2 separate regions of the Nomascus leucogenys genome follow, and region 1 is linked to region 2. Evidence: chromatin contacts called from public Hi-C data. All regions are on one chromosome and are shown on one strand. The core of a region is the stretch at or near the end of the contact, and the rest is flanking DNA. Distances in the headings are between cores, read along the strand shown. Region 1 holds the start of BCR (breakpoint cluster region protein). Region 2 overlaps BCR (breakpoint cluster region protein).

What was found. Hi-C and Micro-C count contacts between places; a contact is called where the count stands out from the background.
Region 1: a Hi-C map of a lymphoblastoid cell line shows a contact between it and region 2, with 2.9 times the contacts expected there. The contact joins the promoter of BCR here to the enhancer-like site in region 2. A contact is called at or near these places in 4 of 4 Hi-C or Micro-C datasets (a lymphoblastoid cell line and an unstated tissue).

Annotation. Positions count from the first base shown.
Region 1 is chr7b:49,563,429-49,570,217 of Asia_NLE_v1, reverse strand. BCR (breakpoint cluster region protein) reads left to right here and starts at 1,652. Exons shown (of 23, transcript XM_030815944.1): 1 at 1,652-3,368. The coding sequence starts at 2,090.
Region 2 is chr7b:49,474,337-49,481,291 of Asia_NLE_v1, reverse strand. BCR (breakpoint cluster region protein) reads left to right here. Exons shown (of 23, transcript XM_030815944.1): 5 at 2,784-2,891; 6 at 5,900-5,960. Among named protein-coding and RNA genes, the nearest start is that of SPECC1L, 77 kb to the right of the region's middle. Within about 2 kb of position 3,346, the one cell type or tissue checked has an H3K27ac peak away from gene starts, as active enhancers do. A contact at or near this core is called in a lymphoblastoid cell line, where this site is marked.

The sequences.
Region 1 (6,789 bases), core at 403-2,902, 91 kb before region 2:
GCAGGGAGTGAAACAAAATCTTTGATGGTTCTCTAGGGAAGCCCAGAGATCTGACGGCAAAGAGCAGGGAGTCTGATGAGCACAAAATTAAAATACCCAAACCAGCCTGCCGGGTTAGGGGAAAAGGAAGCAGGATTGGGCACATGAAGAACGGATGACAAAACTGAGGCTCAGAGAAGCTGAGAGAGACATTGCTGAGGTCACACAGCCAGGAGTCGGCAGGAAGACCTGAACCCAAGCAGGGCTGGCCTGGCTACTAGCCTGGGCTCAGTCCTTTAGATTGGACTTCAAAGCATCTGCTCCAGATGACACTGGCATTGGGAGGAGGGCATGATAATCCCTAACATCCACACAGGAACAACAGCACTTGGAGGCGGATGTTCCTCTCACTTCAAGGAAACTGAGGCAGAGAGGGAGAGGTGGTCAGGATTCAAGCCCCGTAATTCATTTGCCAAATCCTGTTTCCTTTTCCCCTAACCCAGCGGGCTGGTTTGGGTATTTTCATTTTGTGCCCATCAGATTCCCTGCAGAGTGCTCTCCACTGTGTCTCAGATTTCTGTGTCCCTAGAGAACCATCAAAGATTTTGTTTCACTCCCTGCTCTGGGCTGTTCTATCTTCCACCCAGCCCTGTGGGCCTCAGTGCAGGCTGGCGGCCCCCTTAGAGGGAGGCTAATCAGATAAGTTCTGAGTCAGGTCGTCCTAGAAAAACTACATTGACCTCTGGAGCTCAAGAGAGGCCAGGGGACAAACACATGGCTCAGCACACAGGAAGGCAGGTGTGGGTATTGAGTGACCTGAGGGAGAAATCCCTATTTATCATCCATCATGTGGTCCTGCTGTGACAAACCCCGTGTGGCAGTCACCCACAGCAGATCCACAACATGAGAGGCCCGCTGAAACAAGGGTGCTGGCATTAGTTACTCAGTCTGGCCCTCCCTGCCTCGCTGGGTGACCTGCCTGGTCCTGGCCTCTCTGAGTTGGGCCCTGCTGGGTGGTCCCTAGTGTGCCCAGCCCTGAGGCTGGTGAGAGGCCGGGCTGTGAGGTGTGAGGAACTTACCTGCGTTTCTATGGAAGGTGCCCTCCCCATCGTTGGGCCAGATCTGCGCGGTCTTGCAGACGCCCACGATGGTGGCCTCCGACACGACAACCGGGCAGTGCCGGTGACGCTTATGGCACTGCGGCGTAGTAGGGGCAGAGGCGGGAGGTTGCTTCTGTCGGAGGACTGCTACGAGTTCTGCCAGGGAGAGCAGCTCTTGTCCCGGAACATGAGGTAGGTAGTGGGGCTTGGGGACACGCGGCTGCACTGGCCGGAGAAGTCCTCCTGGCTGGAGGGGAGCCAAGTGTTCCTGTTCCAGAACTGCAGAACTGGCCCGGACCTCTGTGTTGGAAAGGTCTTTCTGGACCAGGGAGTCCGGTGTCCTTTTTATGGGGGACCCCTGGGCTGCGAGTTGCACAGTCCAATTCCCCGTTGTTAGGGCCTCAGTTTCCCAAAAGGCACACGGACGGGGGGAGGGTGGCGGCTCGATGGGGGAGCCGCCTCCGGGGGGCCCCCCCGCCCTGTGCCCACGGCGCGGCCCCTTTAAGAGGCCCGCCTAGCTCCGTCATCCGCGCCGCGGCCACCGCCCCCCGGCCCTCCCCTTCCTGCGGCGCCGAGTGCGGGCCGGGCGGGAGTGCTGCGAGAGCGGGTTGGCGGAGCGTAGCGTCCGAGGAGGCGGCGGGAGCGGCGGCGGCGGGGCTGTGGGGCGGTGCGCGAGCGAGAGGCGAAGAGCGCGCGGGCCGTGGCCAGGGTCTGGCGGCGGCCTGGCGGAGCGGAGAGCAGCGCCCGCGCCTCGCCGTGCGGAGGAGCCCCGCACACAATAGCGGCGCGCGCAGCCCGCGCCCTTCCCCCCGCGCGCCCCGCCCCGCGCGCCCAGCGCCCCGCGCCGCCTCACCTGCCACCAGGGAGTGGGCGGGCATTGTTCGCCGCCGCCGCCGCGCGGGGCCATGGGGGCCGCCCGGCGCCCGGGGCCGGGCCTGGCGAGGCCGCCGCGCCGCCGCTGAGACGGGCCCCGCGCGCAGCCCGGCGGCGCAGGTGAGGCCGGCCGCGCCATGGTGGACCCGGTGGGCTTCGCGGAGGCGTGGAAGGCGCAGTTCCCGGACTCAGAGCCGCCGCGCATGGAGCTGCGCTCAGTGGGCGACATCGAGCAGGAGCTGGAGCGCTGCAAGGCCTCCATTCGGCGCCTGGAGCAGGAGGTGAACCAGGAGCGCTTCCGCATGATCTACCTGCAGACGTTGCTGGCCAAGGAAAAGAAGAGTTATGACCGGCAGCGCTGGGGCTTCCGGCGCGCGGCGCAGGCCCCCGACGGCGCCTCCGAGCCCCGAGCGTTCGCGCCGCGCCCGCAGCCCGCGCCCGCCGAGGGAGCCGACCCACCGCCCGCCGAGGAGTCCGAGGCCCGGCCCGACGGAGAGGGTTCTCCGGGTAAGGCCAGGCCCGGGGCCGCCCACAGGCCTGGGGCAGCCGCGTCTGGGGAACGGGACGACCGGGGGCCCCCCGCCAGCGTGGCGGCGCTGAGGTCCAACTTCGAGCGGATCCGCAAGGGCCATGGCCAGCCCGGGGCGGACGCCGAGAAGCCCTTCTACGTGAACGTCGAGTTTCACCACGAGCGCGGCCTGGTGAAGGTCAACGACAAAGAGGTGTCGGACCGCATCAGCTCCCTGGGCAGCCAGGCCATGCAGATGGAGCGCAAAAAGTCCCAGCACAGCGCGGGCTCGAGCGTGGGGGATGCATCCAGGCCCTCTTACCGGGGACGCTCCTCGGAGGGCAGCTGCGGCGTCGACGGCGACTACGAGGACGCCGAGTTGAACCCCCGCTTCCTGAAGGACAACCTGATCAACGCCAATGGCGGTAGCAGGTCCCCTTGGCCGCCCCTGGAGTACCAGTCCTACCAGAGCATCTATGTCGGGGGCATGATGGAAGGGGAGGGCAAGGGCCCGCTCCTGCGCAGCCAGAGTACCTCGGAGCAGGAGAAGCGCCTTACCTGGCCCCGCAGGTCCTACTCCCCCCGGAGCTTTGAGGATTGCGGAGGCGGCTATACCCCGGACTGCAGCTCCAATGAGAACCTCACCTCCAGCGAGGAGGACTTCTCCTCTGGCCAGTCCAGCCGCGTGTCCCCAAGCCCCACCACCTACCGCATGTTCCGGGACAAGAGCCGCTCTCCCTCGCAGAATTCGCAACAGTCCTTCGACAGCAGCAGTCCCCCCACGCCGCAGTGCCACAAGCGGCACCGGCACTGCCCGGTTGTCGTGTCCGAGGCCACCATCGTGGGCGTCCGCAAGACCGGGCAGATCTGGCCCAACGATGGCGAGGGCGCCTTCCATGGAGACGCAGGTGAGTTCCTCACGCCACGTGCGTGGGCACACCTGCACCGGGGAGGAAAACCATAGACGAGTAGGGGATACAAAACAGAAGTTGGGAGGGAGGAGTGGATAGATACTTTTGAGTGATTATCAGGTGCGCTTGTGGTTCACGCGGATCCTGCGCCGGAACAAACTCCATCCCCTCCTTCCTGAATGCAGATCGTTAGTGTTTGGAATGGTATTGGGTTGAGGATGGTCTTGTGAGGGATGGGAGGTGGTTTGTTCCTTTGGTTCTAGAGCAATGTGTTTGTGAAATATAGCTTGTGAGTTGGAGGAAGATGCTTCAGGCAGTACCCTCCTTGCCCTGTGCTCTCTCCATGCCGGGCAGTGAGGATGACATAAAAGCCGGAGTCATCTCTAGCGCGCAGATCGGATGCTGTTAGCAGGGACTGATTTATGTCTTGGGCATTCCCCGCCACCCCACTGATCCTGTTCTGGAAGGGTTATATGACACGTTTGTGAAACCTGAGATATGCTGACTGCTCCCAGGCCACAGAAGTGTCAGGTTTGCTTGCTAACCAGCAGCCCTGAACGCAAGTCACAGCAGGTGAGAACAGGAATTAGAAGGAAGTGAGGCGACAGGCAGTTGTGACTCAGTGGGCCACCGAAAATCAACTGCATGGAGATTTTATCTGGGGCTGAAGCAGAGCCACACCCGTTCTGATCTGCCTGGTTTTGATGGGAGGCTTCCCCATGATTATTCACCACCAGGCTCCTCCATGGTAGTAACCCAGCCCCATTTGCTGACCCTCCAGTGTGCTGCTGCTGCCTCATCTTGCCAAGGATAAACACTCACAGGTGCTTATTTGGGGCTCCCAATCTGTGGTCAGACTCTAGCACTAAGATTAAAACTATGGGATTGTACACCTAACTTCTGTGCTAGATGCAAATACCATCAGGCGTTTTGGGTGAGGGGACTATGTTTTGAGATCCAGGCACAGTTTGCCGTTGGGGTAAGGAAAGGGTGGGCTGGGGTGTGTGTGAGGCTGTCGGGAATCTTTTGGAGTCCTGGTCCCTGTTAAGCTGATCTGGTTTTCTGCTTCATTGATTTCTCTTTTTCTGCTGATGGAGGAGTTGAATGTGCTTGGTTTGTCAGAATCCTCTTGAAACAAGTGAGGCTATTTTTGGCTCCTAGAGCTGCTGCCTTTTTGTGATGGGCACTCTGTCCTGTTTGTGTTAGGTACTTCCATTTGCTGATCTTCCATTTGCAGCTGGGGTTTCCTGTGGTGCACGGCTCCGACGACCTGCCGTCTGGCCCGGCTGCATTCCCTAAGTCCCTATGTGGGGGCAGGGGTGGAAGGCTGTACTATTCAGAAGCCTGCTTTGCAGGCACATCAGCTCTTTCGGGGTCTGGAGGATTGCCTTGTGGTTACTGGGCACCAGCCTTGTCTGGCCAGCTGTTGGTCAGGAGAGCCAGCTTGAACTGGCCCTCAGTGCCGTGGTGCAGGAGAGTTATTAATAAAGAAGAAAAGAGAGGTTTTTAGGGAGATGTGCAAATTGAAATTGATAGTTTTTGCTGGTGGAGAATTCTGGATTTCCAGAACCTTGGGCCCAGCCTTTCCTACAGCTCCTGTAGACTTGGCCATGTTGCCCACGACATCACTAGATGCTGAATGCAAGTCAGTAAATGAAAATAGGAATTATTATAGAAGGATGGAAATCCCAGTGCCTTGAGTCACACAGGGCAGGTCCTCAGGAAATGGCTGAGGAGTTAATTTTACCACTTGGACCCACTTTTAGGACTTTCTGGATTCTTCTCCGAATGTCTTCAAGGTCCCACAGTCTCTTTCCCATTAGGTTGTATTTTTTCCCCTTAAATGTTTTGTTTGTTTTTTGTTTTTAAGTGACGGGGTCTGGCTCTGCCATCGAGGCTGGAATGCAGTAGTATGATCATAGCTCACTGCAACCTCGAAACCCTTGGGCTCAGATGATCCTTCCACCTCAGCCTTTTCAGTAGCTGGGACTGCAGGCTCAAACTACTATACTGGGCTAATTTTTAGATTTTTTTTTGTAAATACAGGGTCTTGCTGTGTTGCTCAGGCTGGTATCAAACTCCTGGGCTCAAACATTCCTCCAGCTTCAGCCTCCTGAGTAGCTGGGGTTACAGGGATGAGACACCTCACCAGGCCTCTTAGACATTTTTAGTAACTAAGGTCACTTAAACATTTTTAAAAGAGATTATTTTCCCTCAGACAGTTTTTCCTTTTTAAGACTTAATTTTTTTAGAGCACAGCAAAATTAGGTTCACAGCAAAATTGATCGGGAAATATAGCAATTTCCTATATACTCCCTACCCCCCACACCCCCACAGCCTCCCCAGTTCACATCTCCCACCAGAGGGGCATGTTTGTTACAGTCCATGAACTTACCTGCATTGGTGCCTCATTATTACCCAAAGTCCAGAGTTTACATTTGGGTTCACTCTTGGTGTTGTACAGTCTATGAGTTTGGATCCTGTTATGTTTTAAAACTCCTGCTTGTTTTAGCCCTGGGCACCTTGACACTCTTTGCCCAGCAGTTTCCTCTGACGTGGGTCCATGTATGGCTGGCGTGGAAAGAGGAATCCTCCCTGGCTCAGCCATCTGTCTCTGCCTGACTGTTTACTGATGTTCTTTAGAGGGCTGTGGAGCCTGCTGGTCTGCAAAGGAACAATGAGGAAAATCACTCATGGGGGTGGGTGGGGGGAGGAAGTCGCCCTAATGATCCACCGTGGCAGATGTGGTGGCCCGGATCTAATAACTTCAGAATCAGTCTGTTTGGATGAATAGACTGTCCCATTTCCAAGTTGAGGGCCCCTCAAGGGAGGAGGCCAAAGCCATCCCTGGGCACAGTGACAAAGTGCTTCCCATAGGGCCCTTCATGGGCTCATCTGTCGCCCTGGGGTGGGGCTGCCCATTTACAGGTAATGACACAACTGGGAAGCGGCAGGGCTGGGATTCTGGGTCTCTGTGTGAATGCAGAGCTGTTCCGTCTGGAACGTGGTTGCCCTGCGGTGTTCTTCCCACTACCCCACACTGCTACCTGCAAAGCACAACTGGGGAGGTTCAGGGGGTCTTTCCAGTCTTTGCACCCTGGGCCCACCTCTGGGGGTAATGATAGACGGCTGTGAGCCCTGCCGTAAAACTATGCGGAACCCGGCTGGGTGCGGTGGCTCAAGCCTGTAATCCCAGCACTTTGGGAAGCCGAGGCCTGTGGATCACAAGGTCAGGAGATCGAGACCATCCTGGCTAACATGGTGAAACCCCGTCTCTACTAAAAATACAAAAAATTAGCTGAGCGTGGTGGCGGGCGCCTGTAGTCCCAGCTACTCGGGAGGCTGAGGCAGGAGAATGGCGTGGACCCAGGAGGCGGAGCTGGCAGTGAGCCGTGATCACACCACTGCACTCCAGCCT
Region 2 (6,955 bases), core at 2,097-4,596:
AACTCAGAATTTTTATTTTTCTAATTTCAAATTTACAGGAGAGCTGTAAGAATGGGGCAAAGAGCTCTAGTATAGCCTTCACCCAGATACACTGATGGTAACTTTTTGCCACATTTGCTTTATCTCTTTCTGTGCACACACAACACACATGGACACATAAACACACAAACACAAGATGTTTCCCCTCTGAATACTTCATTTGCTAAGAACAAGGACATTCTCTCCTGTAACCCACAGTACAATTTGTCAAATTCAGGAAATTTCACATTCATGAGATACTGCTATTTAATATGTAGTTCATATAAATTTCCCCCAAGTTAACACTTGCATTCTTCACAGCTGTTTTCATTCTCTGATTCAGGACCCGGTTTAAGATGTGCTTGGTTGCCACATCTCTCTAGTCTCCTTCCATCTGTACCAGTTCCTTAGATTTTGCTTGTCTTCCATGACCTTGACTTTTTATTTTTCTTGAGATAGAGTCTCCCTCTGTCACCGAAGCTGGAGTACAGTGGCACAGTCTTGTCTCACTGCAACCTCCGCCTCCTGGGTTCAGGCGATTCTCCTGCCTCAGCCTCCCTGAGTATCTGGGACTACAGGTGCGTGCCACCATGCCCAGCTAATTTTTTGTGTGTTTTTAGTAGAGAGACGGTTTCACCATGTTGGCCAGGCTGGTCTCGAACTCCTGACCTCAGGTGATCCGCCCTCCTCGGCCTCCCAAAGTACTGGGATTACAGGGACGAGCCACCGCACCCTGCCTTTTTTTTTTTTTCCTTTTGGAGATGGAGTCTTGCTCTATCACCCAGGCTGGAGTGCAGTGGCGTGATCTTAGCTCCTTGCAACCTCTGCCTCCCAGGTTCAAGCGATTCTCCTGTCTCAGCCTCCCAAGTGGCTGGGATTATAGGCATGTGCCATCACACCCGTCTAATTTTTGTATTTTCAGTAGAAACTGGGTATTGCCATGTTGGCCAGGTTGGTCTTGAACTCCTGACCTCAGGTGATCTGCCTGCCTCGGCCTCCCAAACTGCTAGGATTACAGGTGTGAACTGCCGCGCCCAGACAACCTTGATATTTTTTGAAGGGCACAGGCCCACTCGGGTTTGCCAGTTTCCTCAGAACAGCTTCACGTTCTGCGTAACAGCACCACAGCAACAAGGCTGTGTGCTTCTCAGTGCATCAGATCCGGAGGCACGTTTTTGATTAGTGAAAAATATGGAAAGGAATTACTTAGAACTTCTCACAAGCCACCTGGAAGATGTGAGCTCCTGGAGCAGGAGGGAGGAGAAGTCTTGAAAGGAGTCCTCCTCCCAAGACCCCTGGGGCCCTGCTGAGCTGTCACCTCTTCTGAGAGGCTGTCCTGGTCCTGACCACATTCTCAAAAGCAGCCTCGTTGCTCTCAGTCCCTGTCCCGCTTGTAACCATCTGCCATTACTTTGCTTGTGTGTGTTCATGCATGTGTTTATCAGGTGCTCTCCTGTGAGAACACCAGCTTCAGAGGGCAGCGTCGTGTCTGAATTGTTTACCACTGTGGTGACAAGGCCTAAAGCAGGCCCTTGGCTGCTTTGTGTCAAGGCTGGGAGGCACTCAGTGACTTGCAAAGGAGGGAGGAGGGAAAGAAAGAAGAGCTCTGGGCCTCATCACTGCACGGATGAGGAAGAACCTAGAATTGGAGGATGCAAGGACTCCTCCGGGTGGTCAGCATGGCAGGGGCCTGTCAGGTGTCTTCCGGCTGCTACCCTTTCCTCGTACACTCTAAGCCCCTTCTTGCAGCCCCTGTAGGGAGCAGGGCCAGAAGATCAGACAGTGCCGAGGGTGCCTGGTTTATCCAGCATCTGGGATTGTCATCTGTAGAAACATAAAATTCAATACAAATGCAAATGCACATGGAAATAAAATTTAGGTTTGACACAAAACAAACGCCAGAAGCCGTGAATGCCTTGGTCTTCCAGCTTGCAGTCAGCTACAGTGGGAGTCTCCAGCCCTGACCAGTGCATCTCCTGGGTCTGCCCTTACACTCCCCAGGCCTAGGTTTGCTGGTTTTTCCCTCGCTGCCCATAAAGGTGTTGTGGGGCCCAGAGATGGCAGTGTCTGCTGCACTCACACAAGTTGTTGCTGAATCGAGTGTGTGTGTGAGCTGGAGGTGCAGTGAGGAGATCTGTTATTGCCATTGGTTTAATAAAGAACAAACAGAACACCTCTCGCCTTACAGCCAGTCAGTCTCCCCCAGCCACGTGTGTAGCATGACACCTGAGCACCCTCATCAGGCCCAGGATGGGCTTGTGTCTATGCAGCGTGAGGCTCTCTTCTGCAAAGACGGCAGGACTTGGCATTTCTTATGTGTCTGAAGGGACTGGACATGCGTGGAACACCATGGGTGGGGAAGGGGGTGACCTCTGTGTCCAGGGTACACTCCTGCAGCCAGAATGGGTAAGTGCTGCTTGCAGACACTTGTCCAGATTCACTGACAACCTCGAACTTCAGCTGCCGCTCATGGCACCATTTCAGCGAGTGGGGTGGGAGGAATAAGTAGCTCTGGAAGGGAACTGTTACCTGCCTGGCACAGTGAGTCACTTCTCAGCATGTCATTTTGGGAGCGGGAAGTGTGCTGGGTGCGTGGGGAGGGGAGCAGGTAGGAGGGAGCAGCACGGAAGCACCGAGGCCTCTGCAGCCTGTGTGCCGTCTGCTGTCCCTGGAGTTTCTGCAGAGCTGTGCATGGGAGCCTGCTCTTCAGAAAGATGGGGGAGCAGCAGCACCTGTCCCACTCTCTCTTCCTTCCTCCCCCTCAGGCCAGCCAGCTGGGTGTGTACCGGGCCTTTGTGGACAACTATGGAGTTGCCATGGAAATGGCTGAGAAGTGCTGTCAGGCCAATGCTCAGTTTGCAGAAATCTCCGAGGTAATGCCTTGATGCCGTTCAGACAGGTGCACCGCTGACTCCCACCTGTACCCACCACCTCCTGAGGAGAACAGGGTGCACCAGATCAAGATCTGGTCGTGAACCCCAGCTGTTTCCAGATTCTGTTGGGTTTGTTGCATCAGCCCTGTGCTGGGGATGCTGTTGTGCCCAGACAGAAGGAGCAGCCCACAAGGCGTCCTGCCTCCCCAGGGGCGAGGGCCTGATTCTGGGGGTTGCCGAGTTCCGGGGACACTGTTTGCACTGTCTGCAGTGAGGGGTGTCTGTAGTTCTGCCCGTTAACAGCTCTCACCACAAGAGTCCTGAGGCTGACTTTGTAGCTGGCACTGGAGGCGAGGCCGGAGTTGGCCCACTCTTCCTTTTCTAGCCTGCCAGAGACCTTGAGAGCATTGAGGAAGCATTGAGGGGTTAGTGCCGTGGGGTGAGGGCTCATGGCACCTGTGCTCTGTAGACCCATGTGGGGAGCAAAGCGACGGGTTGGAGCTGCACTAACCCAGGCCCCAGATCTGAGAGGCTGCTGACTCCCTCCTGCATTTAGCCCCAGGAAGCTGAAACCTCAAACCGTGCAGTGTTAGCACCCAGGGCCTCGAAAGAGTCATTCAGAAACAGAGACCATGAATGGGCCTTTCAGGAGGCTGGTGGCCCAGCTGGAACCAGAACCCAGCCACACCCCTGTGTCTGCACTCCAGACTGGGGTTCTTCCTGCCCTTCCCCAGCCTGTGTCTGCCTGGTGGTCACTCTGCAACATTTTCCTCTTTGGCTGCCCTTGCCTCTGCACGAGCGCCCCATCTTGCTGTAGCTTTGCCTTCTGACTTGGCTTTCCCCCACCCTGCAAGGGTTCTGAGCAGAAAGCCCTCCATGTGAGAACCGCAGGGTTAGAAAGAGACATGGGCACTAGAAATAGGGAGTGAATGCTGTCACCCTTGCTGGGACACACCCTCAGCTGTCACCTCTGGGCTTTGCTCCTGAGGCTTTGTGCCGTCTTATTGTTTATCACAGGATGGAGCATCACGGGCTTCGCTCTGATGTCTCCAGTGGTGATAGTACCTGCCGCTCTGTTCCTCCAGAGTCCGTGGGGCACCCCGCTCCACCAGGTGCTGCTGGTAACAGGCTCTGCATGCATCCAGGGCTCCAGCTCCCTTCCCACTGCCAGACTCCCTCTGGAACATTCAATCTGTTCTCTTTTCCTTTTTCATTAAATGAGCAACCCTCCTCCCCAGCAGCTGGAATGGTGGCACCGAATTTCAATTAACCTTGACAAATCAGGGACCTGATCTTTTAAGAGCAGGTTACAGTTAAGTGGGCAAGTTCAAGTCCACCCAGACAGGCTTCTGCAGAGGAGGGAGGAAACACCATGGGACACCACCTGGAGATCACGTGGTCCCACCAACCATGCACCAGTGGATTCTGAGCCATGGTTGAGATGCAGGGAGTGGAATGGGGCTCAGGGCCAGCCGCAAACCGACTCACTGTGAAAGTTTGTGGCACCTGCACCATCAGGGCGACATGCCCTTTGGTTCTCTGTGTTCCAAAAAAGACCCAGAGGAATTGGAGCCACCCAAAGAAAGCAGAGTCAAACTCAAGGAAGAGAAAGCAGCAAGCCCTGCGGAGGTGTAGGGGGGTCAGTGCTCGGGCATGGGAGTTCGAGGATCACTCTCAAGGAAGGAGTGGAGTAGCGTCCATCTTCTCTTGGGACAGTCCTGAGAGATGGGCAGCATCCGGTTAGATCTGGTTCCATGGAACGCCAGCTCTCCAGACAGTAGGTAATAGGAATTACATGAAAAGGGCTTTGGGAGTCAGGCCAGTTTGGGAAATGCAGGGTTAAACCAAACTCATAAGTTTTCTTGAGGCACGTGTTCCTGGAGCTCCTAGGTGACTCCCAAGCATCGCACTGTCCACGGACACGTGGGCTGCCTCCCAGGCTCTTGTGAGCCCAGCACCTGGTTTTTGCAGTCTTTTGTTTGGCTCTCCCACCCCGTCACACCCTTTGGGAACTGCTGAGTCAGATGTACAGAAGAACAATCACTGCGAGGGCTGTTAAACTCTCAGGAAAGGTACCAAAGTGCATGGCAGCGTTTGGCTCCAGTGAGCTGGAAAACACTTTCTTTTGGTCTTGAGATGTTTCCTGCAGCACAAGAGTTTGGCAGAGCAACCTCAGAACCTCTTCCATCTCTGCTGTTTATGCTTTTGTTCAGAAGCTTAGTACCAGGAATTAATCTCAGCTCCTTCCCAGAGGATTTTAGGCACACAGGGATCTTTTATTCTGCACTTCTCCAGTGATGCTTTCAACGCAGTTGTATCAAAACAGCCTAGGCTATTCACTTACAAGCCCTGCTTTTGCCCTGGGAATCTTAGCACCTCATTTTTTAGTAAGTACACTTGCAAATCCAGAGAGGGCAGGTGGAGGTATAATCCAGTGTCAGTCTGCAGTGGTGGGCCTGCCTTGGCCGTCTCCAAAGATGGGTGCTCTTCTGAACTGCCAGCCCCCTGCATGCTGTCTAATTGCCCCAAGAAAACAGTGACGTGTTTAGGAGCGTGCTCCTGTTGGCCTCCATTTACAGGATCCTGTGTCAGAGGATCTCAGCCAGGCGTGATTTTGTTCACAAGGGACACTTAGCAATGCCTGGAGACATTTTGGTTGTCACAGCGGCAGGAAGGCAGGTGTGTTCCTGTACCTATAGGTAGAGGCCAGGGCAGCTGCTCAGCACCCTACAGTGCCCAGGACAGCTGCTCAGAGAATTTGTAGCCCAAAATGTCAACAGTGACCTGGCTGAGAAGCCCTGTCCCAGGTGGACCGCTGCATCCAGGGCATCCTGTGTGCTCAGCTTGCTCGTGGGTCCCTGCACACCCTGTGATTTCATTATCAGCTCAGAATGCACCTGGGGTTTGTTGCAGTGAGGGAAAGCTGAAATTGTTGCCAAAGGGGGAACTTTCTGCATCATCAAAGCTGCTTCTGTCATCTGTGTGAACATGCGCTTTTCTCTCTGCAGAACCTGAGAGCCAGAAGCAACAAAGATGCCAAGGATCCAACGACCAAGAACTCTCTGGAAAGTGAGTTTTGCATGCTGAGCTCTCTGTGTGCCCTCGTCGGGGAGGCTGCTGCTGGCAGAGGGGGCGTTGTGGAAAAGCAGGCACAGTGCCCACTTGGGTCACCCCTTGGCACCTTCCCTGTTCTGCTCTTCAAATAGAGTGGGGACGAGGAAAGAACAGCTCAGGGAGGGCAGGGAAGCATACCATCAGGACCAGTTTGCCACCAACAGCAGCAACAAGGTGCTGCTTAAATTGACTTAAATGTCATCGTGTTGACCCCAGTGGCCTTGTAAGGAGGATTTTTTTTTTTTTTTTTTTTGAGGTGGAGTTTTGGCTCACTGCAACCTCCACCTCCCGGGTTCAAGTGATCCTCCTGCCTCAGCCTCCCAAGTAGCTGGGATTACAGGCAGACACCACCACAGCCAGCTAATTTTTAATAGAGACTGTATTTTTAATAGAGACTAATTTTTAATAGAGACTGTATTTTTAATAGAGACTGGGTTTCCCCCATATTGTTCAGGCTGGTCTTGAACTCCTGACCTCAAGTGCCTTGGCTTCCCAAAGTGCTGGGATTACAGGCGTGAGCTGCCGCACCCAGCTGTAACAAGGATTTTATTTTCTGTTTTTGCCGATGACAAGTTTGGTCATAAAGTAATCTGTGCAGAGCACAGGCTTTGAGTGGCTGGGCAGGAATTGAGTCCAGAGTTGCTGGGAAAGTGGTATCAGGAATTATCAGTCATTTCTTACTTTCAGTTGTTAGGGTGTTATGAATAGTTACACTTGCAAAGAACAGCAGCCCCCGGAGCTTTGTGCTCCGAACCTCAGTTTCCCCATCTGCAAAATGAAAATAGCGATGTGTGCCTTACGCTGGTCGTGGGAGTCTTGTGAAGAGCATACTTGGCATGTCTCAGAACACACCTAAGCGTCCATGCCTGGGATGGGCCACGCTCACTGTCATCATGGAGAAGCACGGGTGGCTGAGGCTGGCCAGGGCTCCCACTGCAGTGGGGCTTACG